Linked DNA regions of Mus musculus: region 2 is linked to region 1. Evidence: chromatin contacts called from public promoter capture Hi-C data. All regions are on one chromosome and are shown on one strand. The core of a region is the stretch at or near the end of the contact, and the rest is flanking DNA. Distances in the headings are between cores, read along the strand shown. Region 1 holds the start of Kcnj8 (potassium inwardly-rectifying channel, subfamily J, member 8). Region 2 holds the start of Ldhb (lactate dehydrogenase B).

Region 1 (2,955 bases), core at 290-2,789:
TAGATGTCCCCGTGGGCGAAGGCCACCAGCCACCACATGATAGCGAAGAGCAGCCAGCTGCAGAGGAAGGACATGGTGAAGATGACCAGCGTGTGACGCCACTTCAGGTCTACCAAGGTGGTGAAGATGTCCTGCAGGAAGCGACCTTGCTCTCGGATGTTCTTGTGTGCCAGGTTGCAGGCTCCGCTCTTGGCGATGAAGCGGGCTTTGGGGAGACGGTCGCGGATGCGCGGTTTGCGCAGGTTCTCCGCTGCGATGCGCGCCAGCACATACTCCTCCGGGATGATGCTCTTCCTGGCCAACATCTTCCTTTCACCATAGCCCGCCTATGCACCTGCCTGAACCTGTGGCTCCTTTCCTCCACACGCGTCCTCCTAGACTAGAGAAACGCTTATTAAAAACTGTCAACTTCATTTCCTCGTCTCAGGTATCTGTACAAAGGGATGCTGTTTTACACACATATTAAATTAAAGATGTGATCAATACAAAAGAGAACCCACTTTGTGTCTGAGGTCTGGGATCCCAGAGAAAACTTTTGATCAGAACCGGAGGAATCCCCCCCCCCCTCTCTCTCTCTCCTCCCTGCTCACTCTTGGAAATAACCGCTATAAGCAAATCTTTAAGCATTTTCTGTATATTCTTTTGTGTCTCGGGATTAGTCAGGCAAGCCTGAGGACGAAAATTAAAGGCCAAGTGGGTTCACTATCTACTTGCTAAACTATTTAGATAAAGTAGCAAGGTTAAAAGGAAAGATGGAGGGATTCTTTTAGTAGCAGCGAAGAAAACTGCTTCCTGTTCATTAAGAAAATATTAACTGTAATTAAAAGATACCAAACATTGCGTTTTCGAACTTGAAAATGATTGATATTAAATTGGAAGGATTTACGAGATGCGTTTTAAAAGGCAGCCAGACTCCCCGCCCCTCCCTCTGAACCTATATCATACTATATGCTGGAAAGTAATTTGCGACGCGGGGATTAGAGACACTGCTGAGGTCTGCAGTGGATTTGCACAGCTCGAGCCAATCTGGGTACACCTTGACTGTTTGGCTTTGGGCTGCGCTATAGCCGGCTTCCCCTCCTCTCCCCGGGAGGCGCGATGCAACTTACAGACTCGGGTTTGCGCTCCCGGCTGCGGCTTGAGCTCCGCACAGGGCGGGCTGGTCCCAGGCTCTCGCATCCCGGGAGCAGAGACCTCCCGAAGTGCAGATCCGGGGGATGTTGGTCCTCCAGAACTGAGTTAAGACTCTAGAAGGTGCGATCCATAGTGCACGCGGGGAGGAGGGCTGGAAGATGAGGGTTGGGTTTGGCTTCCCCCCTCCTGCTGCCGGGCCACGGGGAGGGCGGGGTAGGAGCTGGGGATAGAGGTGCTAGTGGCCATGCTCCGCCAGCTCCTCAGCCGCCTAGCTGGGGCCAGACCTCCGAGCGAGCCGGGGAAAGTGGAGGCGGAGGCCAGTCGGGGGAGCCGGGGAGGCAGGGAGCCGGCCAGAAGGGAGGGACCACCGGGGGAGGAGGCACCAGCCGAGCCAGCTCGGTTCCCAGTAGCCCGGATTCTGCTGCCAGACCGGCACACACATCTTTAAAAGGCTCGCTGCTCAGAGAACTTTCTGAGCCCAAGTTCACTGACGCAAAGAGATTTTAATTTATTATTTTTTAAAGTGTAACTTGCGGGGGGGGGGTATCACTGGGTTACTTCAGATGAAATAAAACCAGATAGAGAGAGTGTAGGTGTTTTGGGTGGGGTGATTGTGGGGTGAGCGTGGGGTGAGGGTGGGGTCCCTGCCCTGAACTTGTAAATCTATTCGTGTTAGAATATAGAGGGGTGGGAGGGCTGAAATCCTTTCGGAAAAAAAACCGATTTCACCAACTAAGACCAGTTTTCAGGCACTTAAAGTCACACAAAAGAAACAAAAAGGGAAACAAAGATAGAGACTAACAACAAAAACACCATCAACAGTCTCTTCCAATAAAGAAAATTTACACCCAGCAGGACGGCTAAGCAAAGTCCAGCACCACACCTGCCTTCGGGGCAGGCAGGCGCAGTCGCGGCTCCGTTTTGACTCTTGGCCGCAGGCCTCTCCCTCCAGTCTAGATCGTAAGAATGATAAGACTGCTCACTTGCGCACAAGAAAGATTATACAGTAAATGTCTTTCTATAGCTTTTGAGAAGGAGCGGGGGTGGGGGTGGGGGAACAAATGTGCTTTTTTTCCCCCCCGCCGGTCATCCTGCTTTTGGCGTTTGTATTAATGGAAACTTTAATTCTTGGAAATTTTATGTTTTCCAAGACTTGAGGGTCGGGAGTATCCGAAGTATAAACAGCATGTTAATTTACTAGAAAGACCTAAAATTAGTCTTTAATGAAGGAAAATGAAGAGCCCCCCTTCCCTTTTTCCACTGTGGGTAGATCTGCTTAACCCCTTGCATTCTGGAGGGCCTGTCCTGTCAGTGAGATTCTTTTTGTTTCCTTTGTTTTCTGCAGTAATTCATGTTGTAGCCTCATAGCAGCCATGCAGACAACATTTGTGCTGTGAGTTCTGCCACTGAAATACAGTTTGAAGTGCACCTTGCTGTGCAATTTACTGTCTACTAATTTAACACCAAAAACATTAAACTCTTTTTTTTTTTTTTTTCAGAAGACAGGGTTTCACATATTCTGAGTTGGCCTCGAACTTGCTGTGTAGCCTATGGTGACCCTGAACTTCTAATCCTCCTGCCTATCTTCCTTGTGCTGGGATCGTAGGTGTGTGCCATCATGTCTGGGGTTTGTTTTGTTTTGTTTAAGACCTTGTGCATAGACAACCACTCTACCAACTGAACTACACGGCTACTCCTCTGTGCTTATGTGATTTCATTGCTGTCCTTTGAAACAGGAAGTTGTTATGAAACCCAGGCAGACTGATAGTTTACTATGTAGCCCAGACACGATTCACATTCAAGGCAGTCCTCCTGACTCAA
Region 2 (2,955 bases), core at 187-2,686, 64 kb before region 1:
AAAGCCTGCCCACACCAAGTTTATTTTTGTTAGTTGGCTTAAAATCTGATAGGCTCCAGAGAACATTAGGAAGGCCTGGAGTCCCAACGTTTGGGAGGTGGAGGTAGGAGAGTCAGGAGAGGCCAAGGTCACCCTCCATCATCCTGGGATGCTATCTGAAACGCTGGAACGTTGAAGCTGTCCTGAAAACATTTTAAATCGCTTTGGGGAATTTCAAAAGCGGCAGTGTTGAAGATCCAGCAAGCACAGGCAGATATCTAGACTGAAGTTCAGCGTGTATTCTCCTCCCACCCCCACCTCCCACAGTGATAGAGAATGAGAAGAAAATAGTTTGCGTTGTAGCAAGCCTGTGTCAAATCAGGGAGTTGACTGTAGAGAGAAAGGAACAGGAAAAAACACCCTCGCCTCAGGGTGCCCCCACATTCCCATCTCCTGTGGATAAGAACCAGTGGTCTAGGTCAGAGGCTAAGGACGACTCCGCAGAGAATCACCTATGTTAACTCTTAATGCCCGGGTATGGCCTCCAATTTCTCCATTAAAACCAGTCATATCCTTCACCCTACCCCCGACCCCAGGTGCTGTCGGAGCTTGTTCAGTTCCGTGACACCCAAGCCACCTTTCCTCCTGTGCAAAGCAGGTCACGAGGGAGACACCAGCGCACACCTCGATTACGGTCTCCAGGGGGAAAGCCTAGGCTTCCACACTTAGCACAAGAAGTAAACAAAATCCTAGCGCATCTAAAGAGGCCCAGCAAGTACCCGGCTGCAGGGCGGGCAGCGTGAGAGGGGACGAAGCCTGGTGTTCCGGACCGAACTTTCCTTTATCCTCATTGCTAAAATAGCTGGGACCGTTCTCCATCACCAGGTGCAAGACCTTCCAACCTTCACAGGGACCCACCTAGACCTTGCTCGGTTCCCCGGCCACTGGGCGCGCTGCCCTGGCTTGCGCCCCAGGCTGCATCGCAGCTGATGGGTGATGTGCTAACTGCCAAGGACTTGAAGAGACTAGGTTTGACTTACCTTACGTTACAAGTCTTTCTATTGATAGCACACAGGCCCGAGACCACCCTGTGCTCAGGCTGTACCAAGGTGCAGACCGAGTCGGGAGCTCAGCTGCGCACCTCTGCTCGCTCGGCTTGCCACCCAAAACCACAAAGAAGAAATAGGTAGGGGCATGAATGCTCAGGGACAAAGGCCCCAAAGAGTGGATGTGTCGTACGTAGCTCCTTCCTCCTGTTCTGCCAAACAATAACACCTCTGCACTCCCTACTCCCACAACACACACCCTGATGTTCAGTTAAGTCAGGTTTTGGGATCCTGGATTCAGACCTACCAGAAAAGAGGAGGCTCTGCGGCGCGCTGAGGCAGGGGAGCCACTGCAAAGTCAGCAGGCTGCTGCTCTGCGGATCGCAGACTCCGGCTCTACAAGAAGGAGGAGGAGGAGGCGGGGCCGCGGCGCTCCAGCCTCCTAGCTTTCTCCATTGTGATTGGAAACCCGAGACGGGTCTATCCCTCCCCTCGGCTCGTTCAATCTCCTTCAAGGACAAGGCTGGAGTGTGCACGCGCTCTCCCCCGCTCTCTAAAGTTAGAGGTCACCTTCCGCTGAGGCACTTATTCCGTAAACCTGCCTCTCTGGCCTTCTGTACGGTCTCCATCTTGTGCTAATAGAAACCTATGTCTAGGTTGCATTCCGGCTCCACTTTAGAGCAGTCGCCTTGCTTAAGATGCTACTGATACATCACTCCAAAAGGCCTCGGAGCTTCTGAACTCTTTTCAGAAGTGGGGGTTTATACACGCCTGTTATCCCAGCACTGGTAAGGCTGAGTCCTGAGGGAAGTCAGGAGTTTGAGACCAGCCTAGGCCTCTCCATTAAGACTGTTTCAAACAAACAAAAACAAACTAACCCAGAAGAGAACAGATTTTTGGTCATTTAAAGTTCCTTCAATAAGACAGTAACCGCCCCTCCCCCTCTCCCCACACCTAATTCAACTAATAGCTGCCCAACAAGATCGAAGGTGCCTGATTTCTGCCTTTCACAGTTCCTCCAGGAAACTGCAAGGTCCCAAGAAAAAGCCTGGCCCCAGGGAGAAAAAATAAGAACCCTAAGAAAGATGTAACTTCCCTAGGAGTCGCTGAGCTGGTACAGTGTGTGTGTGTGTGTGTGTGTGTGAGAGAGAGAGAGAGAGAGAGAGAGAGAGAGAGAGAGAGAGCGCTTCGCATAGAACCCAGGAGCTCACAGTTTAGCAGGGAGTAGCATCCCCAGCCCTGTAATTGTCTTCCCACATTCTTAGCTCTTTGTCTCATCCAGCCCAGTGCCCGGTTCCTTATTCCAGCATGGATTAAGCAATCAGAAGTGTTGTGAAAATTTAGGGCAGTTGTGTTTTCTTAAGATAAAATTGTTTCCCCATCTAGCAAGCTCACTGGAGTTGCTGTGTGAGAATTTGCCTTTTGTTTTCTTTAAGTGTGTACCTCTTGTCAACGACTACTAACTCTATAAATAGAACTTCCCTCTGCCAAGCATTGAAGGTGTAAGTGTGAATATAACTGTGCTCTTTGGGTGCTGCCCTCTGCCCCAATTTTACTGAAAATTTGGGGGAGTCTGGGTAGAGCTATCACATTACTGGGGAGTAGAAGGAATTGTAGGAATTGAAGAAAAGGAGACTCTTTGATAGAGATGTGACAGGCAGCTATGGATGGGACTTTGGGGTAGAGTACAGCCTTAGTGTTTGGGGTTTGAATCCCAGCAGTGAAAAAGAGTATCAGTACCAGGAGCTGAAGGGGAAGGGGTGGCTAGGGGGAATTTTAGGGAAAGAATAGAGCTTTCCATCTGCAAGGTAAATGCTTAGGAAACATGCAGGCAACAAGGGCTAAAGTTAAAGTATATTGTTCTCGGGGAGTGAGGCGGGTTATAAAACCGAACCCAAATGTAAACTGAAATAGCAAAAGAGAGGCTGGG

Evidence for each region. Capture Hi-C pulls out chosen DNA fragments and counts their contacts.
Region 2: a contact with region 1 is called in a promoter capture Hi-C map of adipose tissue. The contact joins the promoter of Ldhb here to the promoter of Kcnj8 in region 1. A contact is called at or near these places in 1 of 484 Hi-C or Micro-C datasets (embryonic stem cells), 1 of 115 datasets of contacts at active chromatin or transcription factors (memory CD8 T cells) and 3 of 9 other capture datasets (adipose tissue, liver and pancreatic islet).

The regions. Positions count from the first base shown.
Region 1 is chr6:142,570,075-142,573,029 of GRCm38.p6, forward strand. Kcnj8 (potassium inwardly-rectifying channel, subfamily J, member 8) reads right to left here and starts at 1,540. Exons shown (of 3, transcript NM_008428.5): 1 at 1,110-1,540; 2 at 1-379. The coding sequence starts at 305.
Region 2 is chr6:142,506,521-142,509,475 of GRCm38.p6, forward strand. It overlaps Ldhb (lactate dehydrogenase B), which reads right to left and starts at 1,437. Exons shown (of 8, transcript NM_008492.3): 1 at 1,333-1,437.